Linked DNA regions of Mus musculus: region 1 is linked to region 2. The links are chromatin contacts, called in public HiChIP or PLAC-seq maps. All regions are on one chromosome and are shown on one strand. Each heading gives the region's core, a stretch centred on a gene start, on an enhancer-like site or on the middle of the called end of the contact. The rest is flanking DNA. Distances are from core to core; before and after follow the strand shown.

What was found. HiChIP or PLAC-seq counts read pairs in DNA pulled down with a chosen protein or histone mark.
Region 1: an H3K27ac HiChIP or PLAC-seq map of heart atrium shows a contact between it and region 2, with 4 times the contacts expected there. The contact joins the promoter of Sspn here to the enhancer-like site in region 2. A contact is called at or near these places in 4 of 39 promoter capture datasets (the 3T3-L1 cell line, 3T3-L1-derived adipocytes, hippocampal neurons and 1 more), 4 of 484 Hi-C or Micro-C datasets (bone marrow-derived macrophages, cerebral cortex, muscle stem cells and 1 more), 3 of 115 datasets of contacts at active chromatin or transcription factors (fibro-adipogenic progenitors, heart atrium and pancreatic cancer cells) and 3 of 9 other capture datasets (adipose tissue, liver and macrophages).

Annotation. Positions count from the first base shown.
Region 1 is chr6:145,931,932-145,938,445 of GRCm38.p6, reverse strand. It overlaps Sspn (sarcospan), which reads right to left and starts at 4,324. Exons shown (of 3, transcript NM_010656.3): 1 at 4,075-4,324. The coding sequence starts at 4,272.
Region 2 is chr6:146,074,388-146,080,834 of GRCm38.p6, reverse strand. Gm32838 (a long non-coding RNA gene) reads right to left here. Exons shown (of 4, transcript XR_001785421.1): 3 at 2,119-2,216; 4 at 568-1,362. Among named protein-coding and RNA genes, the nearest start is that of Gm35544, 4.0 kb to the right of the region's middle. Within about 2 kb of position 1,349, at least 92 of the 459 cell types and tissues checked have an H3K27ac peak or open chromatin away from gene starts, as enhancers often do. A contact at or near this core is called in bone marrow-derived macrophages, cerebral cortex, fibro-adipogenic progenitors and 4 more, where this site is marked.

The DNA.
Region 1 (6,514 bases), core at 3,075-5,574, 150 kb after region 2:
TCTCTGACATGGTCACTATGACACAAATCTAGGAGTTTGGGATCTGGTTGGGCTAGATATGGGGACGATGGACAGAGAGGTGAGGTAGAAAGCTAAAGAACTCAGCAGAAGGCAGGGCATGGCAGCACCCACCCTTAATCCCAGCCCTCAAGGAGGCAGAGGCAGGAAGATCATTTCTCCCAAGCCTGGTCTACCCAGTGAATGCAAACAGACCAACTCCACCCTAGATACAAGAACATCACAGCATCCTGGGACGTGAGGGGGGAGAGCAAGCTCTGATATTGACTTGAGGACAGAGATGCCAGAGGAAGTAAATCACTGCCAGGCTCTCTGAGAGGTGAATGAGGCTCTGAAAACACCAAGGTTACTTTTCTAATTGGCAGTATTCATTACTGTCAGATGTGATAAGGGCCCAGTCTGTCGGCAGATGGAGATCTCCCCCAGCTGTGGAAACATCATTTTAGACTCACGCAGACACCTGTAACAAGTGTTAGTGAACAGAGAAAAATAAGCCCAAGGCATCTAAATTAGAACTGCCACGTCTTGGATTCCTTCACTGCATAAGAACTGAAACAGTTCAGGCATGTGAGACATGAAGGAAGGAGGATTGGCAGTTCAAGGCCAGCCTCGGCTACATAAAGTTCTACATGAGACACTGCCTCAAAATCCAAACGTAAAATTAAAATCAAGAATGATGATCTGGCTTAAACACTAAACAGGTTTAAAAAGCCCCAAAAAGAGCGTTTCTTTCCTAGGTGTTCTGCCCGAAGCCCTGTTCTCCTCAGAGAGATTGCTTCTCTTCTTATTACCATTGATGATTTAAGACCTCTGCCATCTCTCTACAAAGAACTCTGAGCCAATGTCATGGTCTCCACTGCAGCTTCGATCAACCTTTATCTTCCCTATACAGAAATCCTTGGTAACTGAAGTGAAAAGGTTGCAGCCATCTGCCGGACTCGGGATGAGTAGTCACATTTATGGCCAGTCACAGTAGAGGACAGGAGGTAACCTAGTTGGTTTCCCATAATTCCACTGGACTGAAATCTCTTGAGCATAAATCACCCAGGGCCTCTTTAGTTTCTAAGCACAGGGTCACTGAGCAAGTTACAAGGCTCCGGTCAAAGAGAAGCCTACCTGTGTGGATCTGCCCCGATATCCAACTTGTGTTAGGGAAATATCAGTACCCACACCTGAAGATATTAGGAAAGGAGAGTCTGAGAACTGAAGCTTATTCTCAAGAGACGTGAAGACTGCCCCGGAGCCTGGATGCCCCCACAACAACACCATTCCCCAATTCGGGAAGTGGGCGTGGCTCTGCTCAGCAGTGGGTTTGGTAGTGTGCCTTCACCTTTAGCACAGGGCAACTTTTCAGGGTCCCCTAGTATATACCAGACTAGAATCACTCCTCCAAGACGGAAAATGACCCCTGGGAGATTCTCCCCTCCACATTCATTATCATCAATCTCCAGAGAGATTCAGGATGCACTAGGCTAATGTCACAGTGCTGAAATTGCTAAACGGTGCCTTGGCTGGGAACAGAGAAAGGTGAGATGGCCAAAGCAATACCTCCTTTGGGGCTCAAAGTGATCTGTGAAACAGAGAGATTCAAAAGGGACTATTCTGCCACCCTGGAGATGATCCAAGGTTGCTCGAACCTTGAGGAAGACCACCACCGGCGACTGTTCCCCTAACAGCTAAAGCAGGGAGATAGATCATCACCTGCTAACTATGGGCTGGCACTGTGCCTAGGGCTTTGCACACAGTAACTTGCTGACTCCTCAGGCTGAACCTGAGGGCTGGAATGGAAAGCAGGGCTGGGGAGATGGCTCAGGTAAAGCACCCCATGCAGAGATATGTAGACTTGAGCTCCTATCTCCAGTAGCCAGAGAAAAAGATCAGTACGACTACAAGTGTCTATGACTTCAGCATTCCATGAGCAGAGACAGGGACATCCTGGGGGCTCCATGGCCAGCCGGTCTAGTCCACTTGGTGAGACTAGACCATTTGAGTTCAGTGAGAGACTGTCTTATAAATAAATAAATAAATAAATAAATAAATAAATAAATGGAGAAGTGACTAAGAAATGGATCACAATGTTGCCCTCTGACCTTCACAGGTCAATGCCTTCCTTCTCAGCACATGTATACACTCATGAACACAGACACACACACTGAGTGCCCCCCCAGTTGAAACCTAGAGACATTAAATAACTTGCCCACAGTTATTCAGCAAATAACATCTAAGCCAGGACTGAGCACCAGGTGCGGTGTTTACACACCTGCCTTCACCATCTGTCTCTCCCTCCCTGACAGCCTAGAAGGGTGTCTGGAGACCAACCACACTGTGGTCAGACAAGGACAGGGTCCCTGTGTCTGAGAGACAGTGACACCCTGCCCACAGCCCTCATCCTGCTGACAAGAGGCATGGCCCCACATGGCTTCTAGGAGACTCCCTGGGTGGGTTGGGACAGCCTCTGCCGGGTCTCTCTCAAAAGCCAAGTGGGGCCACAGGCTAGGGGTGCACTTCAACTTAACCCTAGCATAAAGAAGGAACAAGAGAAAGAGCTCTTCGTGCCACGCCCAGAAAGCCATCAGGAATTTCGCCAGAGCTTTTGACTCTTGAAGCTTTGGGATTTTTGTGCCATGCCGTAAACATTAGAACACAGTTTGTCCCCCTATCTAACTCATTTCTTTGGAACTGGCCTTTCTGAAGTGAAATAAAAGCTGGTTTTCAAAACCAGCCCTCATTCCTTGTTCCTTCCTTTTGCCTGGCCTTCAAGGACAGATATTTTCCCCGGAGTATGTTGACAGCCATCGAGGCGACCAAAATATCCAGTATGTCTAAATGAGAGGTTATTTTTAAAATCATTTGACTTAGAAAACTCCAATCACGATAATTTCAAGGGAATTCTCAGTACACAAATTAAACATTTTAAATTACTCTGCAAAGATTTGTGAGTTTGAATAATCTTAATTTAAAAATATCTGCACCTATGAATATGCATCAGGTGTCTTCAGGTTCTGTCCCATACAAAATTATGTTGGGTTGTGTGTGTGTGTGTGTGTGTGTGTGTGTGTGTGGTCAGCAACAGTAAGGATAGAGGGGAGCTGGAAGGCCAAGGGGCCATGTTCATTTCTCCTGACTCTGCCACGTTTACCTTCTGGGCTTGAGGACGTCAGGTATCTTAATGGGCTTCCCCGTGTCCAGAGTGGAATAACAATCCCCACCGTTGCATGGGTCAAACGAGACAGCCTGAGAATTTAGCATTGGCTTTAGATAATAAGGTAAGTATTAGCATAGCCAGAATTCGGCTACAGAGAAGCCAGTCCTGCCTTTGCTTTCCCAGCTCATGACCTTGGGCGGGGCCAGCCTGGTTTCTCTAACTTGAGGACTGTCCCATAAGATGTGAAGTTACAAACACAGGGGAGATCTCTGGCAGAGCCGGCATACAGTAGGTATTCCGTACGCCGTATCTATTTTACTTTCAAGAACTCACACACCAACAGAGTACTGTGCATCTGGCATTAGTACAACCCCAAATGAACTCCACTGGAGCCAGCAAAGCTTCAGCCCACCTTACACTGTGTGGATTAAGCCTGTGCTTGCAGTCGTCTCCAGCCCTGCCTTAGGAAAGTGATTCATGACTCTTACAAGGGAACTGTAGTTTAACAAAGCCAGTGTGGCAACTCCAACTTAAGGTTTTCCTACCCTGCTTTTCCCAGGATGAACTTCATTCAGTGCTACTTATGCAGACGCACGTGGGGCCTGGGGAATGAGACAAGGACCAAGCCACACAGGGTGGGCCTGCAGTTATCTTTGAGGCTATGCGAGATGTCCACGGGGCCTCCCCTGTAGACTGAGTCAGAGCCCTGGGAGGAGCAAGAAGCCTCAGGCAGGCGAAAGCCAGAATCCTGCTCCCAGCCTTCCTCTGGGGAGCCCAAGTGTGCCCAAAGTCAATCTCCAAGCAGTTAGGGGTGCAGCCAGGGTGGGGGCGCATGCAGCTGGGTTAGTCTCCACTCCACCATGCGGCTCGCATGCCCGCTGGTGCTTAGGCCGAACAGACTTGATGCTTACAATGATCCCAGCCCAGAACGGAGTATCTCTGACTAGCAGGGAGGGGCTGATGCTCGCCATGAGGAAGCCCAGCACGGTCACCGCGATGCCCAACGCCAGCTGCAGCAGTGCCAGCAGCAGCGGGAAGCGGCAGCCACAGCAGGTCCGCGCCTCCTCCTCAGGCAGCTCCTGAGCCCTGGGGCTCGGCTTGCGCCCCATGTTCCCTCGGTGGTGCCTGCGCCTGGGCCTTGCTGCTGGGCCTGCCCAGTCTGCTGAGACTGGGCTGAGCAAAAGTGGAAAACACTGGCAGGAGGGGGACCCGAGGGGGGTCGCCAACTGCCAACGCACAGGGACCTGGCGCCCAGGGCCTGTGTGATGGGAATGCCAGCCTGCTTTACTTTTTTGTTTCCAGGAAGTACAAGACAAGGTGATGAATGCTTAAACCGCTTGTGTTTAATTAATAGATCACTGAATCCAAAATGGGCTCGGCTGCACTAAATAAAAGCTGTGGAGTCATTGACAAAAGTTAAATTGAGCTTTTTTTTTTTTTTTTTTTTTTAATGTAATCCAACCGACAAGGAAGAAAGGGAGGGAGAAAGAGAGGGAGCACTGGAGGAAAGGAGGGAGGGTGAGAGAAAGGAGCAAGGAGGGAGGGAGGGGGGAGGGAGGAAGGAAGAAGGAAGGAAGGAAAGAGAAAAACAAACAAAAAACCAGAAAAGAAAAATAAAAAACTTCTTTTCTTATTGAGGTACTCGCATTCAAAATAATTGTTCCTGGCCAGTGAGGTGACTGAGCTGGGAAAACCTGCTGACCTCATTTTGATTTCCAGGATCCACAGTGGAAGCTATCTATGACTCCTCAGAGATGAACCCTTGACCTCCACACGTGTGACTCTCAGACCATACACATGGCTGCACACAATAATAATTAATTAAAACTCAACAATGAAATAACTGTTTGTAGAGAGGCTGGGCTAATCATGACACCTCGCATGCTTGTTTGTCTTTAAAAGCCCTTTGTTCTCATTTATATCTTGCGACTGTCCCATGCAGCCCAGGCTGGGTTCAGACTTGCCGTGTATCCACAGAAGACCTTGACTTTTTAATCCTCCTGTCTCCACCTCCCAAGTGCTGGGATCACAAGTGTGCACCACCCTGTGTTTAAATAATAGTGTCTATGAGGCTCCCAGTGAGTCTTCACACTTGCTAAATGTCCAGGGGGTGTTGGCATGCTGGATAGAGATGGACAGTTGCACCCAGGCAACCTTTAAGGGCTACTTTTAGCACTTGCAATGTGCTAGGACAGGCAGCTATAGATCTGGTGCTCTCCAGGAGGCTCAGAAGAGATGGGTAAACCTGGTTATTTCCCGAAAGATGGTGAACTATGCCTGGGCAGGGCGAAGCCAGAGGAAACTCTGGTGGAGGTCCGTAGCGGTCCTGACGTGCAAATCGGTCGTCCGACCTGGGTATAGGGGCGAAAGACTAATCGAACCATCTAGTAGCTGGTTCCCTCCGAAGTTTCCCTCAGGATAGCTGGCGCTCTCGCTCTTTTCCCGACGTACGCAGTTTTATCCGGTAAAGCGAATGATTAGAGGTCTTGGGGCCGAAACGATCTCAACCTATTCTCAAACTTTAAATGGGTAAGGTTTTGTATACCTTCGTGCAGTACCATTTAGGACAAAGTACAGTGTGCAGCTACTAAGAAATAGTCCCAGTGGGGAGTGGTGGCTCACGCCTTTAATCCCAGCACTCGAGAGGCAGAGGCAGGCGGATTTCTGAGTTTGAGGCCAGTCTGGTTTACAAAGTGAGTTCCAGGATAGCCAGGGCTACACAGAGAAACCCTGTCTTGAAAAACCAAAAAAAAAAAAAAAAAAGTCCCAGTTCCATGGGGAGTTTAGACTTTCTTCTATGGTTATTTTAACATTTGGAAACTTTATTCAAAAGGAAATTATGTAGCCAAGATGTTAAGGGAGATAATAAAGGATGCCCAATCTTAGGTTGGGATCTCTGAATCTAACTTCCTGCTGTTCCCTCAGAATCTAAGCTAATTATTGTCTGCTGTGTACCTACAGAGGCACTTAAGGAGACTCAGCATTTGCCTTACATTTTTTTCTGTACACCAGTGAGAAAATTGCAGCGCACAGATTAAAGTCACTAAGTCAGAGGCAGAACAGAAAGCACACGTTCCGTTTCCACTCAGGATGGTGTGCTACACTCACGCGGGTTTCAGTGCAGCCCAGGAAGTCCACCATCCCTCGGTGGTGCAGTCCTAGGACTATGAGGAATTCCTGAAGGAACTGACAAAAGCTGGTATTCAAACAGAACATGACATGGACAGCCCGGCAGACATGAATCTAACAGAAATCAGTGAGCCAGCAGATTACCTGTAATTAGCTCTTTATCCATATTAACAGCACAGCTTCTAGTTGGGCCCTTGGGTCTAGTTGGGCCTGGCTACTCGA
Region 2 (6,447 bases), core at 100-2,599:
TCTCTCCCTCTCCCTCCCCCCCACCCCCCCTCTCTCTCTCTCCCTCCCTCCCTCCCTTTACCCAGCGGTGGCTTCCTTCCTTCACGGCAGTTATCAGCCAGCACATTCCAGACCTCCTCATTATTCCCAACTGAACACTGGGCGTTTGAGGGCAAGGCCTCTTAAGTTCTCTGCAGCTCTCCTGAACCTGAAAGCGGTTACCAGACGTAGAGTAGTGATTCAAGAAAACTGACGGTGGGATTTGGTTTCTCTTGTGTGAATAAGAGAAATCACTTCTATTTCACACTGCAACTTAACTCTCTGAGAGCTCAAATGTCATCCAGACTGCCTTCCCTGCTGACTAGGGCTCTGGGCCATCTTCAGCACATCTATCTGCTCAGGGGAAGCAGGTCCCAGCATCATGCTGCCTCTTTAAGCCTCCAGGAAGGTTGAGAAGGTCTTCTGTCTCTGTCCCTCAGTTTTAGTTATAGGGATTGTAAATGGCTGTGTTGTCTTAGGGAGATATCACTCTAGAGCCTCTATTGACCTGAGCTCATTTCCCTTTGTCTCACAAAAACCAACTTCCTTTCTGATACTGACTGTGGGGGAGGGGCTAAGACACTGGGCTGCTTTCATCTCTGAGGGAATTGGCTACAGAAAGAGGGTTTTCTGCTCCGTGGCTGCCTTTCTTTGCAGTAATTAAAAACAACAAAACAAAACAAAACAAAACACACTGTGCAAAAGCAATTTAGGGAAGAAAGGGGGTTGTTTTATCTTAGCTGCTATCACAAGCTGTCTTACTGATCTGTTTGCAGACCCACACTTGGCTAGCTTTCTTCTGCTCTAGCCTAGACCACCTGCCCAGAGAATGCTGTGGCCCACTGGGCCTGCCTACAGCAATGAGTGACCAAGACCGTCCCGCAGACATGCCCACAGGCCAGTCTGATCCAGGCAGTTCCTCTTGAAGATGACTTTAGGCTGTGTCAGGTTGACAGTTAATGCTAACCAGGACACCTACATGGGACTATAGGTGAATGCACACACTGACAACTGTGCCTCTGTACCTAAGGATGTTCATACACACTTAGTATTCACACACAGGACTCAGCTCTGTGTCTCTTACTCCTGCGTCTCCTTGCACAAACATTTTGAGGAGACATTTGTTGGGGGTTCATGGTGTCGGGTTCATTTATCATCGTGGGGAATGCACAGAGGAGTTCATATCCTGGGATTATGTGGCTGAGGCTCGGCACATCATGGCTGGCCAGGAAGTAGAAAACAGGACTGGCAACAGGGCCCTTGAAAGGCCTCCTCCCGATGACCAGCTTCTTCCAGCTCCACTCTATCCTCTAAAGGCTCCAGAGCCTCCCAAAACAGCGCCACCTGCTGGGGGATTTCAAATATTCACCAAGTGAAACAGATTCAGAGGAAAGCAGGCTCCTCACCACGGGTTCTTAATTTTGAAAGAAGGGAACTGCCTTCCAGATCAGATGTTGCTCAACAAACTAAGCAGATACAGCAGTGGAGGAGCTAAGGAGCTGGCTGCTTTAGCAAGCTTGCTAGCCAGCCAGCCAGAATTATAGGAGTCAGGCTGAAGGCCATGGGCAAAGAGGAGCTAAGAAGCCACCCACAGAGGCATCACTCCTAAGGCCCAGACTCCTCTTTAAAAAAAAAAAAAAAAATTAAAGTCCCACTCCATTCTCAGGTGGGGTGGCCTCCAGGCCTGGAGTTGCTCAAGCCTCAGTTCACACACGTGTCACGGTGTCTCGGGCTCTATAGGTGTGCTGCAGGCTGGGCTATCTACAGCAGCCGCAGTCCAAGTGCAGAGACCAGGGACATTTCGAATGGATTTCTATGGGAAAAGAAAAAGAAAAGGATGCAGACATTTTGTAAGACACTAAGAAAGAATTTAAGAAATGGAAATGCAGAGATAAAGGGCCTGTTCTCTGCGCACAGGGTCTTTCTCCTCCCATCTTTATGTGCAGGAGGAAGTAATTTTAAATGTGTTGGATCATTCTAACAATTGTTAGATAGTCTTTCCTGCCTACTACCCTGCTGGGGATAATTCCAGGTCATTAATCTGTCCTTACCGTTCTGCTTTTCCTTAGGGTCACCCTGCACTTTAACACATATACATACCTTGGTTTATGGAATGATGGCTGGCATTTACCACTCAGAGCACTTCTGTTCTCATCATCAGGGTGAACAGTTTGCATAGAAACATCACCGATGCTTCTCTAAAAATAGAACAATACAAATGAAACTGTGTGACCAAGCTATACTGATACTTTTAAGACTTTAAATTTTAACTGAAACCCAAAGAATATGAAACTGGCTCTTTTCCAAAGGTGGTTTGGACTTAAGGCTGCTCAGGATCCCTCGGACACTGGTGCAGCAACGCTAACCTGTGCCCCTTAGAAACTCCAAGGGCAGCATGCGCAGGAGCCAGCGCTACCACCCCAGGCCCTTCCCGGCTGTGTTTACTCCATTCTACAGCTGGGCTAGCTGAAGCATGTGGCGGTCAGGTGATGCGCGTGATGCGCGTGGGGTCAGGCTGTTAGGGGTGACTCAGCCAAACCCACTCCAGCTCCTGAACCTTGCTGGGATCACAAGGCCGAGAGCACTCGCTTCCCCGAGGCCCAATATTCCCTGGTAATTAAAAGAGGCTGATTATACTTGAGCGTGTGGATAGGAAGGATTTGCGATGCATGGTTTAACCTTGTGACTTTGTGAATTGTGCTGCTCGGCGCTCTCTGCCTTCTCTTTCTTGTTAGAACCAGAGAATGACTTATGCTCCAAACAGGAGCCCATGTGCTCTGACAGCTTCCTGAACGGCAGAGTTTGCAGATAAATTTGGGGTGCATGTGTTCAGGTGTCCATCTGAAACCCTCAGACTCAGAGGCAGGAGGACTCCCATCCGGACCGGTGCACCAGACTTGGCGCACATGACTCATTGCCACTCTTACATAAAAGCCAAGCCTGTTAAGTCCAGAAAACTCTGGCCAGTGTAAGTTCTGGCTGATAAAGATTGACCACTCTTAGGGGCCAAGCTTCCACAGCTGCTTGGCTCTCTGTGTCAATGTCCTTTGTGGACATTATGCCTTTATTATGGTTCAGGGATGAAAGTGTTTGCAGGTACATGTGTTTGCACACTTGGTCCCCAGCTGGTGGCGCTATTTTGGAAGCTTGTGGGAACTCTGAGAAATGAAAAGCCTTTGAACATTATAGCCTGGCTATATTCAGTCCTGGTCTGCATTCCTGGCCCACCACAATGTGAGAAGTCTCCGCCTCATGCTCTGTGGTGCGCGCTCCTCTGTGCCTTCTCCACAGTGGTGGACTGAAACCTGCTGAAGCCACAACCCATAATTTTTCCTATCTTAAAGGACCTCTATAAGGTTTTAGTGGTTGTCGTGGCCCCTGAGGTTAACAACCAGGCCTTGCTTCCTACTCTGTCTCGGCTTCCTGATCCACCCAGATATGAGCAGACAGCCACATACTTCTGCCGCTACAGCCACAAGCTCCTCCCTTCACTCTGATTGTGCCTCTCGCCTCTTAAGCGGCTTCTTATCAGGTATTCCATCACAACGATGCGAAGAGGAACATCAACAGCTTTGTTCTTAAACACAAGCAGCCATAGACAGTGGGATTTCAAGCCCAGTTGTCCCCTTAAGGCTCAAAGTGACTTCACATACTTAAGAGCAAATGGAAGACCATCCACCAGGCTCCTTGTAGACAGGTGACTCCTGATTATCGCACTAAAGGGCACATCAGTTACATCTCAGACAGGCATTCATGGATGAGTTACACAAACTAAACATATCAGCTCCTAGGGGACTCACACGCAGATGCCAGCTTGCTTGCTTTTCTTTTCTTTCTTTCTTTCTTTTTTTTTTTTTTTTTTTTTTTTGGTTTTTTGGTTTTTTGAGACAGGGTTTCTCTGTGTAGTCCTGGCTGTCCTGGAACTCACTTTGTAGACCAGGCTGGCCTCGAACTCAGAAATTCGCCTGCCTCTGCCTCCTGAGTGCTGGGATTAAAGGCGTGTGCCACCACGCCTGGCAAATGCCAGCTTTCAGTAGTATGTGAAACACACACATTTAGGCTGGTGAAACTCACTTGGGCTTCGGGCCAGGAATCCCACTCAGTACCCATTTCAAGAGAAAGCCTCTGGCTTTAGCTGAAAGATGTTAGAAGAACTGACTGTGGAGTGGCAGTGGCATTGGGAATAGCAACGAAGTTAGAGTGAGGGGCTGGGGTTGTGGAGGCCGGGCTGGTGGCACTTGGCTTCTGTAAAGACATGGACAGTTTTGCTGAACTCAGAACAAAGCAATGATGACAGCCTTCTGTCTAGAGACTCAGTACTGACTGTGGCCACCCTGAAGGTCAATGGGCTTGAGAGCAGTGCACAGATAACATTGCTAGACATGTGACTTGTGACTAGTTTTATCTTCAATGAGAAGACCAAGGATGTGTTGAATAAAGGCACCAGGAGGGAGAAGGGGACAGCTGGACTCATGAGTTCCCATGGGGGAATTTTGGGGACATTGATAAACTCTTAGGTTGGGAAAACTGACAAGTGACTGGAAGGAGAATATGAATTTACACCAGGTTATTAATTCATTCATCGAACCATCCTTGAATTCCAGGGGGAAGCCCTCCTTAGTCATGGTGTGTGATAACATGCTGTTGATGAGGATTTATGTTCACTGAGCATGTCAGCCTTTGGTTTCCTTTCTTAAATTGTCTTCACGAAGCATTGGCACCGGAGAATGCTGGCCTGATAAAGTGAGTTTGGAAGTGTTTCCTCGCCATCCACTTTTGTGGGGAGACTTGGAGAGCCACCGTCATCAGATTTTCAAGTGTGTGGCAGAACTCAGCAATAAAACCACTTGGTTCTGGCTTTCATCTGCTGGGAGGCTTCTGATGAGTGGTAAGAAGCATGTTCAAGGTCTCTGGTTCTTCACGAAGTGTCTGGTAGGCCATGTCTCTGGGGATGTGTGCATCCTGAGGTCCCCTGTTTGCCCATCATTGTTCACATTCTGTGTTATTTCTCTGTCACTGTTGACTGTTTGCTCTCTCATGTATTTTTTTTAGCTTATCAGTTGATAATAAACTGGTTCATTATTTATTAAGAATCCATCTGGGGGCTGGAGAGATGGCTCAGTGGTTAAGAGCACTAACTGTTCTTCCAGAGGTCTAGAGTTCAATTCCCAGCAACCACATGGTGGCTCACAACCATCTGTAATAGAATCCAATGCCCTCAACAGCTACTGCGTACTCATATACATAAAACAAATGAATACATCTTAAAAAAAAAAAGAATACATTTTCTGGGCTAGAGAGACATCTCAGAAGTAAGCACTTGCTACCACCACAGAAGACCTGGTGACAGTTCCTTGTACCCATGTTAGGAGGCTCACAAATGCCTGTAATTCCAGCTGCACAGCATCTCATGCCCTCTCATGGCCTCTGAGAACAACATGCACATTCATAAAATAATTTGTAGTCATTAAAAATTAAAGACTTATATATTTTTACTTTATGTTTGAGTGGTTGGCATGCATTTATGTATGCATAGTATGTGTGTCATCAGTGCTAAGAAGGTTAGAAGAGGGTATAGAATTCCCTGGAACTGAAGTTAAGGATGGTTGTGCGTTACAGATAGCCCTGGGGCTAATTGTATTTGATGTTAATTCCATTCTCCTGTGAGGGGCTGCGAACAAGGAATGAGTTAGCACTCAAGTGATTTTCTGTAAACCTTCTTCCTACCTTAATTTATAAAGGCTAGACCCAGTGATTGGGCAGAGAAAGAGAGGAAGGTGGAGCTGAAGCTGAAGGTGGAGTTTTGGGAGAGAAGGAGAGAGAGGACGACTGAGGAGGAGGAAGGAGAGTGGAGCAGAAGCACCTGGCCTGGAGAAACTGCAAGTTATAAGGGGTCTCTTATATAGGGAAGGTGGCAGTGTAGTGGTAGATCAGCTCAATCTAGGTACACATCATATATTGTTATTAATTAAGTTGTGTTTTCATTGCTCAGACTTATTGGGTTGGAAATTTACTACAACAGTTATGAGCCATAGTGCTAGGAACTGAACACAGTTCAATTCAGCTGCACTGTTCTCTGTTTTCTATTCTCTGTGCTTATTTCTGTTTTAATGTTTGCTATTTCTTTCTATCTGCTAATTCTGAGCTTCATTGCTTTCCCCTCTAGGTTCTCTGAGTTGTACCAATAGGTGATTTAATATCAAGAATCTATCAACTGCTTTCCAAAATTGTTGTACCATTTTGACCTTCTACAGAGAGAGGGACATTTGCTTCACAATCTTGCCAATAGCAGGGACACCTGGGCCCTTCATCTGTCACTGTTCTAGCGTGTAGGAGGCATGGCTGTGGCTGTAGCTCCCATTTTCCTTTTGAACAGCAAGGTTTAATATCTTAGAGGCCATGCACAGTACCTTTTGTGTAAGCAGCTTT